Linked DNA regions of Mus musculus: region 1 is linked to region 2. A link is a contact called in public Hi-C data. All regions are on one chromosome and are shown on one strand. Each heading gives the region's core, a stretch centred on a gene start, on an enhancer-like site or on the middle of the called end of the contact. The rest is flanking DNA. Distances are from core to core; before and after follow the strand shown. Region 1 overlaps Ddah1 (dimethylarginine dimethylaminohydrolase 1). Region 2 overlaps Gm40164 (a long non-coding RNA gene).

Region 1 (7,065 bases), core at 2,491-4,990, 150 kb before region 2:
GCTCTAACCAGAGGGGTGTGGCTAAGAAGGAGTGTGTGCGAGCCTGTGAGCCTTCTCTTAGACATTAACGTCTCATCTCCTGCTCTATACACTGCTGCTCTTGAAGGGGCTGGAGAATGTTATGTAAAGCTTCAAACTTCAATTTTTCATAGGTCAGAAACACCCAGGGGTTTGGGGTTTTAATGTGACTTCCTTAGATAAAAGCCAGTTTCCTTTTTCCAATCCGGGAAGTGGATGTCTGTAATACAACATAAATTACACAGTTTCTGATTTTAGTGTCTAGACACCATCAACCTCCTTAACACTACCTTCTCTGTCAAGAGTCTGGGCAGAGCCCAAAAAAAACTGATGTCCAACTAAGCTCGGAAATATATTTCTTCCAACTAAAGCTGGCAAGGCTCTGCTGAGCATGTTGAAGCCAAGGAAAGACAGGACTGGAAAAATGAGAGAGGGGGAGGGAAGGGACAAGAGAGAGAGAGAGAGAGAGAGAGTCAGAGAGTCAGACAGGGACAGACCGAGAGATGGAGTGACAGACAGAGAGACAGAGAAACAGACAAATCTCCTTCACTAGTTGAGAAAGCTCCATAGCTTGAAAGACTTCCATTTCTTCCCCCCCCCCCCAGCTTCTGAATAAAGACACAACTCACTCTTCAAACGAACACTGCCATTTGTACAGCACCCCCTCATTGATGGCTGCCTTGCTGACACAGAGAAAAGAAGGAAGACACGCACTCAGGAGAACAGCAACACCCAACCTGGAGTTCTACAGCTCCGCTCTGAGCTCAGGTTTATCCTTGTACACAGGCAGAATGAGAGGATTACAAAAGGAGCCGCATTCTGTAGGGTTCATAGGTAGAGGGGCTGTGGACCCTGCATCAGGCTGAGGGTCCCTGCACACTCACTCTCTGTCTCCCTCTCTCTGTCTCTCTCTCTCTCTGTTTCTGTCTCTCTCTCTCTCACACACACACACTCACAGAGGGAGGGAGAGAGAGAGAGAGAGAGAGAGAGAGAGAGAGAGAGAGAGAGCAAGCACACTGTAGCTGCTCTGTTTCCAGCTGGCTGAGGGAACTCTGTACTACCTTAATGATGATGGCACTCGACCAATATCTCCTTCCCCATCCAATAGCTCTCAACTCTGTGACATTTGCCATAGAGCAGGGTTCACAGGAAGAGAGGTTTGTCCCCAATAACACCTAGGCGGAATTACTTTCTGAAGTTCCACATGGCTGCCCGTGGTGATATTTTGCTTATGAACTGCAATCCAATGTGGCAGCTCCCCCCGCCCTTGCTTTTTCCCAAGAACCGTTGTCCTCCCCACATATGAGAAAACTTTGGCTCAGCAGAGCTGTGGCTGAAGTCACGTAGCCAAGAACAAAGAGAGGCTCAGGGGTCCTCAACTCAAATCTTCTATTCCTCCTATGATTCCAAAGTTGTCACCTGTGCAGCAGCCACCAGGGTGGGCCTACGGAAGAAAGGGACCCCTAGACTGTACTGAAGAGTCTACTGATTCACTGAGTACTGACTGTGTGCCAAAGGTCACAGGCGCTGTGGGAAGAACCTTGACAGAAGATGAAGAAGGAGCTTCAGGGGATCACTCACTACAATGAAGTAGTGTTTGAGACAGAGCAAATCGGTCTCAGTGACTCTGGGAGGTCTATGAACGTGATAAACATCTGAGCTGTGTTTAGTAGGATGGATCCAGGAGTTAAGCAAACACAATCATCACTGTTGTTGTTGTTGTTGCTGTTATTATTATATCATCATCATTATTGTTGATAGGCTGCTCACCTAGCTCAGGCTGCTCTCAGATTGGCTGGGCATTGGGGGATAATGCTCTTGAATCCCTGGTCTTCATGCCCCCCACCCCATCTCACAAGGGCTACAAGTACTGGTGTCACTCACTCTGCTTGACACTAAAAATATTATTTTGAAGTCAAGAAAGAAGAGTGTGTGTGGGGGGAGGGGGGGATATGACCCCGTGGAAGAATGCTTGCCTCAATGGAAGGAAGGGGGAAGGAAAGGGGCTGGTAGGGAAAGCAGGAGGCAGAGAAGAGGAGAGGAGAAGAGAGGAGAGGAGAGGAGGGGAGGGGAGGGGAGGGGAGGGGAGAGGAGGGGAGGGGAGGGGAGGGGAGGGGAGGGGAGGAGAAGGAGAAGGAGAAGGAGAAGGAGAGGGGAGGGGAGGAGAAGGAGAAGGAGAAGGAGAAGGAGAAGGAGAAGGAGAAGGAGAAGGAGAAGGAGAAGGAGAAGGAGAAGGAGAAGGAGAAGATGAAGATGAAGATGAAGATACAGAAAAAGGAGGTGAGGAAGGAGAGGTAGATGGGTGATTTGTGCAGTGTTAGCCCTGGACTGGGTATTTTGGAGCCTTGACATCTACGGATCTGCATGCCAGAGATCATCTGCATCAAATTAGAAGAGATGGTTAAGATACACAGAAGAATAAAGAGGTCCGCCTGTGCTCCCCACAGCGCGTGTGATGAGAAGAAGATGACGTTACTTTTCAGAGCCAGATGAATCTACCCCAGAGCTAAATGCCATCTGCCACTCCTACCATTTTTAGAACGCAACCTCAAAGTAACACAAGCCAGTAAAGACATCTGGAACCCCCCCTACCCTCGCTTCCCGGTTAGATGTTGAGACACTCGCTGAGCTGCCCTGCCTCCGTGATTGCTCGTTATCATGACTAAGTGCGTGCTTTCAGGAAAAGGGAGAGTAGAGCATCAGCCCAGCCCAGGGAGCTAAGCCCATCTTTGGTATGACGTTCTGGCAACATCATGACCAAGGTAGGATGGTGACACACACCGCCCATAGCTCAGCACCTCGGATCCTTTCCTTCCCGCTCCCTCCTTCCTTGTGTTCACCCAGCTCCTCCTTCCACCGCCAACTCCTTCAGTCCTTCCCACCAACCTGCAGAGCTAGCTCACACCTTACCACGATTCTGAGCAGATACTGTCAGGGCTTCTTTTGGCTGGTCCCTCCCCTTTCTCCTTCTGCCTTCCCTTTGTCCCTTTCCTCCTTAGTATTCACTCTCCCTACAGCAGTAGCTCTTAGATAATGACATTTCACCGAGGGCCAGGCCACCTTTTAACAAGAGGGAGAAGAAGGACATCATTGAGTTTCAAGAAAGTTGGTGAGACTGCGGTCTCCTCACCCAGGGCTCTTTGTCTTACACAACTCTTGGGTGTTTGGATGAGCACAGCAGGAGGAGGCCAGAAATACATGAGGCACTGTCTGAGTATTTATACACAAAACCATGGGTGTGTGCAGACTGACCACTCTAAGGAAACCAATCTGACCTTTGAACCCTGCAACTAATTTGATAGAATTCAGGTTGGGGAACTGTCCTAAACCTGGCGTACTTACAGCTGCCCAGCTACCGATGGCTTGATTTGGTTGCTTGGCTCAACAAAGTAATCTAGACCCGTGAGACTCCGGTTGGCCACAAGTTATTATCAGCTTAAGTTATAGATAAATGGGCAGACAGACCATAGAGATCCCGGAGAGAGGAGAGGGAGGTCAGATACCATCCACGGTCCTAAGGATTTTGTGGTTTCAACTTGAGTACAACTGTAACTGTTGTTCTCTTTCCCCAGTGGGCAAGGGTAGTTCTCTGTTTCCATCCTAAGAGGGAAAAAAAATCTGACTAGAATATAAAATCACTAACCCGATAACATGACTGCTAGCCTGAGCCTGGAGGCCGATCCCTTCCACCCTAAGACTTGCCAAAGATTCAAATTGAGTTACCAGGAATCCAGTTACCAAGAATTACAGGTTTAGTCAGTGTGAATTATGCACAGTGTTACAGTGGCCTTTGCTCTCTGAGTTTCCTCATGCACAGGCCCACCCTCAATGCAAACGCTGGAATGGTTTCTTCTTGGCAAATCCACTTTCTCTTTTCACAACCAGGAGCCAGAGGAGGCGGCTGTGCTCCTGTCTCCATCTCTCCCTCCATCATCCTGAGGAGGCTGTGGAGATCTCATAGCGTGTTTGTGTTCAGCAGTCCACCAGTTACGGTTGGGAGCTGCAACCTCATTATCCGCTCTCGTTAGAGCATCCCAGCCCATTATTCCAGGTTGGTATCCTGGCGCATCAGCCTGCACCTATGTTTTTATCTTTATCATCCCCACACACACTCTTCACGTCTCTCTATCAGCCATGCTCTGAGACACAGCAGCAGGGATTCCTGCTAAGAGTAAGAGGTTCTGAGGCCAGATTTTATGTTAGATGTCTGTGACGTGTTCTCATCCTTCCCACACAGCCCACCTGTGTTTACAGGACCATCTCTACCGACTGCATTCTGTTCAAACCATCAGAAGAGAACTCCCACGTGAGCCACTGACGTTGGAAGGAATGTCCAGCCCAGAGCTGCCCCACACTCCCACCATGGCCTAGGACAGCAGTGACCCAGCTGACCTTTCTGCTGGAGGGCCTGCGTCACTCCCTTTGTTCCATTCTTTGCTATATGGAATTGCAACAATGTGAACAATTTTTCTTTTTGAAAAAAAAGAAAGAAAGAAAGAAAGAAGGGAAGAAAGAAAAAAAGAATCTTAGAACACAGGAAATCCACAGTTTTGACAACTGGGATGCTCATATTTTAATCTGCTTAATTAAACACGGTAAAACTGCTTTTGCATCAGCAAATGCTACTTTGCTAAATTGCACTGAAGTCACTCTAATGAGAGATCCAAGTTCCTTGATTAAACTTGGTCAGGGTGGTAACATTTCAGGGATAGCTACCACAAGAGCTGGGAGAGAGAAGGAAAAACAGGGTTTGTGCCTCAGTTGTCACCGGACACTAATCTTCCTGGTAGGTTAAATCTAACGCAAAGCCCACTCTGGGTCTATCAGTCAGTAGTGTGGTTCACAAGTTCAAGGCCTAGGCCTGGCTGCAACTCTGGGCAAAGGAGGAAAAGTCACAGTAGAGGCTGACATCAGTAGGTCTCACACGGGACACACAGTGGCAGGAACATCCAGAATAAGGTAGGCTGCTGTTCAGCCCAGTGTATTCACCTGCGGATACACCAGGAGGGTTGGCAGAACATGGCACCAGAAAACCCTTGGCCATAAGTCGCGGGGATTCCACAACTTTATGGGTCAATCTTTGAGTTTTGTATTAGAAATCCAGACAGGAAACCAGCAGAGAATAGAAGTAAATCGAAGCCCAGTTAATCAAACCAGTTCACAGTTTGAACATATGAAACGAATAATGGTCACCTCAGGGCAGGCCAAACAGCAGACATGACCAGGCTGGCCAACTGACCTAGTGGTCAAGAGACCTCTTATTTCCTCTACTAATATCGAGAACTGACTACGCCCAGAGTTTGGAACAGGGCCAAGCCAGCTGCTAAGAAGGATGGACTGGTGGGCTGGCGCACATTGGTGCTGTGCATGAGACACGGTATTGCTGCTTCTTTTTGTGGATGAACCAGTCCCATTTCACTGTGATAAGGTGGGTTGTGCTGGAGTGGGGGCGGTCTACAAATCCATGAGATGGACCCAAGGACAAGAGACCACCATGTTCTGAGGAAAGTTCACACTGTGGGGCTTAATCTTCGGGGAGCACGGTGGTATTAGACACACGTAGGAGACCCTATAGGGGTTCAAACAGTACAGGGATGAGAGTGAATGAGGGCTGGCCAGAGACAAGTACCTATGGGGTCACCATTTGGGGCAGGACTATAGTGTCCTCCAGCAGGGACTGTAATATTAATAAGTATACAATCAGAATTGTACAAACAGGAGCGGCAGTACATGGGACCCACCAATTTCTTTTGAGTGTAGGGAACACAGCCTATAGCAAGACTAAAGAGAGAAGACTCAGGAGCCAAGGGCTTCCTCAAGCCTTAACAGACAAGAAAGCATTTAGTCATGGGCTTAAGGAAGCTGGGACTCAGATCCTGGCATGTAACCCTGCCTCGTGCCTGTCACATTCAGGGACAACAAGATCTCAGCCTACGTGTATCTGCAGCCCCTCAGGCAAGACTCAGGTGCCCAGAAACAAGTCTCGGGGCTGTTTACCCGTACTGTGCCTCACTACTGCTTCCACTGTTGGCCTGGGGTCTTTAAGACCAACTCCGCCATGGAGTTAGGGTAACGGGTATTTCACAACAGTGACTATCTGTGTCTCAACTTTCATGCACTTTTCGGAAAATTTCCCCTGGAATATCTATGGGAAGGCTGAGCAAGAGCCAGTGTGGGGGTGAAGGTGGAGTTAACCCCGAGAGGGCAGCCTCCGTCCTGGAGCAGGGAAGATTTGCAGTACTCCTGTTCAAACTGGTTTTCACCACCCTCTTCTGTGCTTACAAGTTAAGGTCAAGACTCTCCACAGCTGTCTAATTCTGTGGACTAGATCGCAGTCAGTTAATGTTAAGCACGGCTAGAGACGACAGCCTTCTGTGCTTCTCTGAGTGAGCTAGCCATACGGGTGAGGGGCAGAAATGGGTAGCTGCTGGTTGGAAGCAATGTCTTCAGCAGGAGAAGGGCATATCTCCGTGTCTCCACTGACTTTGGTCAGCTGAGTCTTGGCGGGCACCAAGCTTATGGCTATAATATTGATATCAATAATGTCTTAAGAGCCCTAATCTCCCAACAATGGGTTGGGAGTGCATGCTTGCTCTCTTGCAGAGCTACCAAATGCCCTGGCTTTGGAGAAGAAATACTGGCTCTCCATCTGAGCCTTAGAATTGCTATGGTTTGACTGTGGTTTGAATGTCACCTTTAAAGATCCCTAGTCTGGAAGCTTGGTCCCAGTGCGAGAGGGGACTGGATCACAACCACTATCATGAATGGATTAAGACCACTACAGGGGGATTAGCCTGAGTGCTATCAAGAGTGTGGCATTTTGTAGTGAGAGGAAGCTGGTATGTTCCTGGCATCCTGCCCTGGTTTTTACAATCTTTCCTCCTTTGCCTTCTTATACTTGGGCTTCTGGTTGGCACAGAGCTCATTCCCCATGGGCAGGGTGCTCCCATGTGCCTCCTGGCACCATGGCATTTAGACCACCCGTTCACTGGAATTGTGAGCCACCTCCACCTTATAAGTCAGTCGTGGAGACTCAAGTGTTTTGTT
Region 2 (7,610 bases), core at 3,845-6,344:
GCTTCATATATTTGAATGGTCATTAGGGAGTGGCACTACTTAGGAGGGCTTGGGAGGTGTGGCCTTGTTAGGGAAAGTGTGTCACTGAGGGTGAGTTTGAGGTTTCTAAAAAGCCCATTCTAAGCCCAGACTCTCTCTCTTCCTGCTGTCTGCAGGTCTGGATGTAGAACTCTCAGCTGGCTCTTTCAGGACCATGTCTGCCTGCACGCTGTCATGCTCCCTGCTGTCACACTCCCTGCTTTGATAATGGACTACACCTCTGAAACTGGAAGCCACTTCCAATTAAATGTTGCTGTGTCATGGTGTCTCCTCGCAGAAAGACCATCATCAAGTGGCTGTTTAGCTTCGACATGCGATTTTAAGAATCGTGTGGAAATACACGAAGCAAAGTAGGCCACTTCTGCCACTTTCTGTCATGCAGCCTGTGGCATCTCACTGCCATCCTCTTCAGAACTTCACCACCTCAAATTCAGCCCCACGCAGCTAAGCACACCCGGCTTCTGGTGCCCAGGCCCCAGTAGCCACTGTCTCGTTCTCCAAGTCTACAAGTTTCACCAGCCCAGGTCTTCCAGCATTTCTTCTTTTGTGTCTGGCTTACTGCACTTAATCTAATGTATTCTTTTTGAGAAATGATTCACTTTTATGTTTCTGAGTGTTTTGCGTGGGTGTATATATCTCATGTTTCCAGAGGCCAGGAAAGGGCACTGGAGCCTATGGAGCTGGGGCTACAGGGCATTCATTTATGAGCATCCTGATGTGGGTACTGGGAACAGAACCCTGGTACTCAAGTGCTCTTGGCTCCTTAGTCCTCTAATAGCTTCTTAATTTATTAACTTTGAAGAAAGGGCATTAGATAGGGTCTCTATATATAGTCCACTCCAGCCTCAAACTCTTGATTCCTCTCTCTCTCTCTCTCTCTCTCTCTCTCTCTCTGTGTGTGTGTGTGTGTGTGTGTGTGTGTGTGTGTGTGTGTATGGACATGAGCGCTCATGCCCGTGTGTATGTGTAAGTAAATGTGTGTGTGCATGGGTACTCCTGCCTATGTTTGTGTGCACTTATGTGCGGACACGGGTGCTCATGCATGTGTGTGTATGTAAGTGCTTCCATGGAGGTCAAAGGTCTATCTCTATTGTCATTCCTCAAGTGTCATCTACCGTTTATTCAGCCATTTCCTTAATTTATTCTGTTGTTGAGATAGAGTCTCTCTCTAGCCTGTAACTCACTGATTCAGCTGGGCAGACTGCCAGCAGAACCCAGGGCTCCTGGTCCATGCCTTTTGTGATTGCCTGTTGGATCAGAAAGGGCGCTGCTGCTGTGAATGGCCCCTCTCTGCTGGCTTGAAGTTTTCTATGTCTTACACATAGTCTCTTGGTCTCACACCCTCAACCTTTGAGCTTCTCTAAATGGCTTTCTCGATGCTTTAAAGAGTGTACAAGTAGCCACAACTGGCCTCTAGATGTCTCCAGTGTTGGAGGCCAAGAGTCCTGGGTTGAGATTTGTGCAGAAAGTTACATCCCAGAGAGGCAGGGCAGAATGGCAGCCTTCCTTTCCGACCACCCTCTCTGCATTCCTGGCTCAATAAGGCAAACGCTTTAAGACCTACCTCACTGAATCAGCCTAGTGCTCCAGCCTCAAACTCCTGAAACCCGAGAGGAAACATGACAAAGCGTCCTCTGTCCTTACAAATGCCACTTTTGAAATAGTCAAAATGACTTCCAAGTGAAGACACACAGCAGCATTCACCAGTGTTAGGAGGAGTTGAGAGATGAGACTACAGTCCATGAGCTCCTTCTGTGAGTTCTAAGACGAAGGAAAAATAGAAAATTGGGAAGGGTGTTAAACACACAGGGAGGCAACGGGTACCTGTGGAGCCAGGTTGGATACATTTTGAGTTTGCTCTTTTTATGAATTTGAAATCCCAGACTTTTAAATTGGTCTCCAGTATCACTGCCACCCCCACTCCAACACAAAGAGAACATCTTTTTCCATCATGAGCCTCCATTCAGAAGGAGGCTCACATGGGGGACCAATCACACAGGCTGTGCTGCCTCAGCAGGCAGCAGGCGGGATTGCAACCTTGTGTTTCCTCCTTCCAGGAAGCCTGGCTGCATAGGAGAAGCAGAGGGTGTGTACCCATGGCCCACAAACTCCCTCTTGCTTGGATAATACAACTCTAACTCTGGCCCTTACATTTCAATTTCTTACATGTGCCCCTAAAGACATCCGGCGCTTCTGGAGAGGCAGCCTAGTGGACAAGAGTGCTTGGTGCCTTTGAAGAGGACCTGGGTTCAGTTGCCAGCACTAACATGACAGCTCAGTTCACATCTAACTCTAGTTCCAGAGGATACAATGTTGCTTCTGGTCTCTGCAGGCAGTGCAGGCTTTTGGTGCCTGACATACCTAAAGTAATATATATATATATATATATATATATATATATATATATATATATACATACACACACATATACATATGTATATATATGTATGCTCTTTACTTCCCAACCTGTATGTGTGTGTATATATATATATATATATATATATATATATATATATATACTCTTTACTTCCCAACTTGTAACAAACCATTGTGGTGGCTGGCAAACATGTCTCCAGATCTGATTACGTTTAGCTATTCTAGCTGCAAAGCTGAGACAAATGAGACTTTTGTGTAAGATACAGAAGAAGTGAGACCAAAGAAAGAATGTAGGCAGGGAAAGAACAGTGAACTCACAGGACAAGCTGGGCATAATGGTACATGATGCCTCATCTGCTCCTACTAAAGAGAACAGAGCTGGGCAGTGGTGGCACTTGCCTTTTAATCCCAGCACTTGGGAGGCAGAGACACATGGATTTCTGAGTTCAAGGCCAGCCTGGTCTACAGAGTGAGTTCCAGGACAGCCAAGGCTACACAGAGAAACCCTGTCTCGAAAAACCAAATAAATAAATAAATAAAAATAATAAAAAAAGAAAAACCAAGAAAACAAAACAAAAGAGAACAGAAATAAGACGCATCTACAGAGGGACTCTCACGGGGTTACAGAAGCTAGGTGTGTGGAGTTTGAAGAAGACAGAGAAGGGATGCTAGCTCGGAGTGACTGAACAGAAGATAAATACCACGTGACAGGCCAAACAGAAAATACAACCCACCTGTTCTGGGAAGGGCCGTGGTGCTTGAAGTCCTGTTTACATATAGGAATATAGGCCTTCCTTGTGGTTTCTTATGTAAGTTAAAGCCTCAACCATTAAGAAATACAGAAAGTGGGCTGGTGAGATGGCTTAGTTGGCAAGAGTACCCGAATGCTCTTCCGAAGGTCCGGAGTTCAAATCCCAGCAACCACATGGTGGCTCACAACCATCCATAACGAGATCTGACACCCTTTTCTGGAGTGTCTGAAGACAGCTACAGTGTACTTTACATATAATAGTAAAAAAAAAAAATACAGAAAGCAACTTCTTGTCTTTTATTCAAGATGAATTAATGAATGTCAGAGTGTCACTGATATTTACACTGAGAACGATCTCAGAAGACATCTGGTCCAGATCAGAAGAATATTGTCCTGGATAAAGCCACTCACTCAATCAACAGAAAGTCCCAAAGGATTTTTAAAAAATAATCTCTTGTGTACATGTGATGGGCAGACAGCATCCCAGCAGATCTGAGAATCCTTTAAGCAATGTGAACTACACAAAGTATATGCAGTGTACTCCCCGCCAGACTTCAGTCCAGGTGAGTGAACTAGAAAATGTGGATTTAACTGCACAGAATGGTACATACCTGCAATCCCAGTATTTGGAGGTGGAGCTTAAAGGATCAAAGAGTTCAGGGACATCACATGGGGCTACACAGTGAGTTTGCAGCCAGCTGGGGTTATGTGAAGCCTGGTGTTGAAACAAACAAACAAAAAAAAAAGACAGGAAGAAAGGGGGAGGGGATATAGAGGAAGGGAAGAACAAAAGCAGGAAGATCAAGATTTAATAGTGTTGTAATTATACTAATTACATTGTCACCCAAAAGTGCTCCTTCAGGATTGACGGACATGAGCCCCTTGGAGATGAGTCTCTGTCCTCCCATTTACTGGGCCTGGGAGGATACACTGTTCGTGGCAGAGTGGTAAAGTGGATGGGTCTCAGCCAGATACAGAAAGTCACAGTACAACAATTTGCCACTGCACCCACATCTTGTTCCTTGGTGGTCAGTAGCTTGGGCTCTTCGACGATCATCTGGTCTGATCCCAGCAGTCCACAGTGTGGCCCTGCCTAACGTCCTTGACTTTCCGCAGAGTGTTCCAGGCACAGTCTGGTCAAGACCAGAGCGCATTTCAGAACAAAGCCACCCTCGTCCTCGTTGAGAACGTCAGACTCTAACCATCACTCCAGAATGACACTGACTGAGTGCTGACTGTTGGCTCACTTCCATCCCAACAGCACACAGAGACACATGGAAGGGCTCCTTGCTTGTTTCAGAGAGGAGGGAAGCAAAAGCCACTCACAGCTGAGCCACTTGCCAGAGGTGACACAGCGAGTAAGTGACAGAGCTCTGTACTACTCAACCCTTAGCTCCCTCAGCCTCCTCAGGGCTGAGTAGCATCTTTGTACCATGACCTCCACCTTACGTTGCTATCAAAAGATTCACATGATCAAGATTCAGAAGCCTGGTTTCTGACTGGTCACGTTTGTTTTGTCATGCATACATACCACTTCCTGTTCTTTCTATGCATATTTCCATCAAATAAAACCATATGCATTGTCATAGCAACACTGCAACACACACACACACACAAACACACAAACACGGTGCAGTCTCTGCAGTAGAGAATTGCAAAGATCTGTGGGAATTTTCATTGCGTTGTTGTTTGTTTTAAATAAAAAAGAAACCCCCTCTGTCTACATCCGAACAGAATCCCATGGCAACAGTGCAGACAGGCACGTGCTTCGGTGCCCCTCACATACCCTGAGCTTCTCCGGCCTTGCTGATCAATAGTTTTAGATCATCAGAAATTTGGCTGCAATGCTTGTGATTAAGCAGGGAGCCCAGTGACCAGACTGATCTAGCCCTCCAATGAGACAAAGGTCACTGCCCAGAATGCCAGCACTGGCTCTGACTGCCAGTTCCCATCCATTGGTGCTTGTCACATGCAGAGACTCTGGGGACATGTCCTTGGCCTTGGGGAACCCTCAAGCTGGTCAGGTCCCAGGCACTCCTGCCAGGGACCACAAGTCCTCGTGTGTGTGTGTGTGTGTGTGTGTGTGTGTGTGTGTGTTCAAGCCCCTCAGAAATGTCTCATCTCAACTATTACTACAGCATCCTCTACAACATATTTCATCCTATATTACTTCATCAAAGTGGTATCAGTATCAACCACACTTCACAGATGAAAACCTCCAGCCTTGGAATGGTTAGCGACTTGTCCAGACCAACAAATTTGAAAAGACAAGAGGAGAGATTTGAGTCCAGGACTGTTCCTGATTTTGCTTTAAGCCGTTCTATGTGGCTCCTTATTTCCTGGGTGCTCTGGAACTCATCTGCCCACAGATTCACTGACCTGAGCCTGCATTATGATACCTTCTTGTCTAGCTCCTGGGTACAGCTGCAGGAGATGGGCTGGCTTTGAATGTCTCTGGTTCTCTATCAGGTCCTCCCTCTCCCTCTCCCCCTCCCCCAACCCCACTCTCCCTCAAGTCCCAGGTTTTATATTACCACTGTTACTTCTACTACTATTATTTTTAAAGATTTATCTATTTTTAATTTATGTGTATGAGCATTTTGCCTGCATGAGTACCTGGTACAGACAGAAGCTAGAAGAAGGTGTCAGACCCCCTGGAAATGGAGTTACAGATAGCTGTGAGCTACCATGTGGGTGCTGGGAATCGAACCCACATCCTCTGGAAGAGCAGCCACTGCTTTTAACTGTGAGCCATCTCCCAGAGCCTTTATTTGTATCTTCTCTGTTACTGTTATTATTTTATGGTTTCACATATTCTAGTAAATGAAGACACACCGAAATAAAGAAATTCTCAAGCCACTGGGGAATGAAGAGCTGTTCTCAGAAAGGGGAGCACTCACTAGCTGAAGGGGAGGAGGTTCGCCATTCCACCCATGGATCACCTAATATGGTCCTTGGCTGCTTAACCACTGAACTTGGGCTGGTGTTACCCATGGTCACAAAGGTGCTGAAGGACAGCTGTCAGTTGATTGCAAGAAGACTTGCTCTCTCTGGAATGCTTGGCTCCATGCCGGGTGTGGGAAACCCACTTTATGACACAGCCTGCTCTCACACCCAGGAGACAGACAGGGTTGGTGTTATCGCTTAAGACATTCAGGAGCCAACACCGATGCTTTAGCTGGGTACCTGTCCTGTCCAAGAGTTGGCAGTGGCAGGGCTGAGGGTCCACTCGGGTCCTTTGCAGGACTGACTTCCCAGAGGATGCTTGGAGTTGGCCAGTGGGGGGAAAACATTGCTAAGGATGAGCCAGCAGGGATTCTGCAGACTCAGGCTGACTTTAACCAATGGTGGGACGCAGATGGGGAGGAAGGAAAACACTTCCCTACTTCCTTGTCCAAACCCAGAGGGGGGATCCAAGGTTCAGTCAGGAAGGCTCTTTGTTTAATCAATTGTTCTTGCTTTCAGAACTAAAGTGGAAATGACCCAGTGAAGAAGGAACATGAGCACAGCTCGCCCTGGTCACACGATGAAAACATATACACTGGCCAATGGGTACACCACTACTCCGCCCATCCCTTCAGAGGGAGAAGGACTCCCTTTCGTCCCGGAAGCCTATTAAAACATTCCTACCAGGGAGTCCCTGCTCCTCCTCAAGGGACACTGTAAGAGACCTTGTTCCTCAAAGCGCAGCCACACAAAGGGTTCTGTGTAGACAGGCGCTATTATTCTAGACACGCAGTGAAGCATGACGGATGTTGTGTGGACAAAGGCTGGACAGAGGATGCACGCCCAGATGCTGTCTGGGCCAGGTCGCAGCGGCAATGATCTAATGTCTTCTGGCTCCTTCTTTCTTTGCTTTTCCAATTTGGTTTGAATATTTGTATTACTGTATTATTTTCCCTGCACAAGCGCCACTGCTGTGCACGGTTAGGTCATTTACACAGTTGGGTAAGGAGACACATCTGAGATGAGATGAGCTACAGCTGCCAGCTGCCTGCCCTGGGACCTACAGCCATCACTCCTTCCGGTTGGTCTCAAAGACACTACCTGAACCAAGGATCTACGTTTTTACTTTTGAAATGAACTTTGCAGTACTAGGGCATAAATCCAGCATCTTGTGATTCTAGGCCAAGCATTCTCCCACTGAGCCACATCCGCAGCTGAGGATTCAGGTTTTAAGTGCTATACTCTCTCTTTAAAGACAGGGTGGGCACATCTTGTTTTTGTATGCGTTGGGTTGCCCATCCAGTGACATGGTTCTCAGGGCTAATTATAGCCCCACAGTGAGAGGCTCCTGACAAAAAAAGATACCTGCATTTCATTGGCTGGGGCTTGTGGTCCATGACAGATACACTGAAGCAGACCCTGGGCAAGGGAAAAGGAAAAGAAGTTGTAGAAGAAGAAAAGGGTAAGTTTGCCCCAGGGGCAAGTCCAGAAATGTATG

The links. Hi-C and Micro-C count contacts between places; a contact is called where the count stands out from the background.
Region 1: a Hi-C map of liver shows a contact between it and region 2, with 2.1 times the contacts expected there. The contact joins two enhancer-like sites. A contact is called at or near these places in 2 of 39 promoter capture datasets (both in liver), 4 of 484 Hi-C or Micro-C datasets (all in liver), 6 of 115 datasets of contacts at active chromatin or transcription factors (embryonic stem cells and extraembryonic endoderm stem cells) and 2 of 9 other capture datasets (adipose tissue and pancreatic islet).

The regions. Positions count from the first base shown.
Region 1 is chr3:145,772,781-145,779,845 of GRCm38.p6, reverse strand. The region is part of intron 1 of Ddah1 (dimethylarginine dimethylaminohydrolase 1); the gene reads right to left. Among named protein-coding and RNA genes, the nearest start is that of Ddah1, 18 kb to the right of the region's middle. Within about 2 kb of position 3,740, at least 23 of the 459 cell types and tissues checked have an H3K27ac peak or open chromatin away from gene starts, as enhancers often do. A contact at or near this core is called in liver, where this site is marked.
Region 2 is chr3:145,622,480-145,630,089 of GRCm38.p6, reverse strand. Gm40164 (a long non-coding RNA gene) reads left to right here. Exons shown (of 2, transcript XR_867694.3): 2 at 156-633. Among named protein-coding and RNA genes, the nearest start is that of Gm40164, 6.7 kb to the left of the region's middle. Within about 2 kb of position 5,094, at least 22 of the 459 cell types and tissues checked have an H3K27ac peak or open chromatin away from gene starts, as enhancers often do. A contact at or near this core is called in liver, where this site is marked.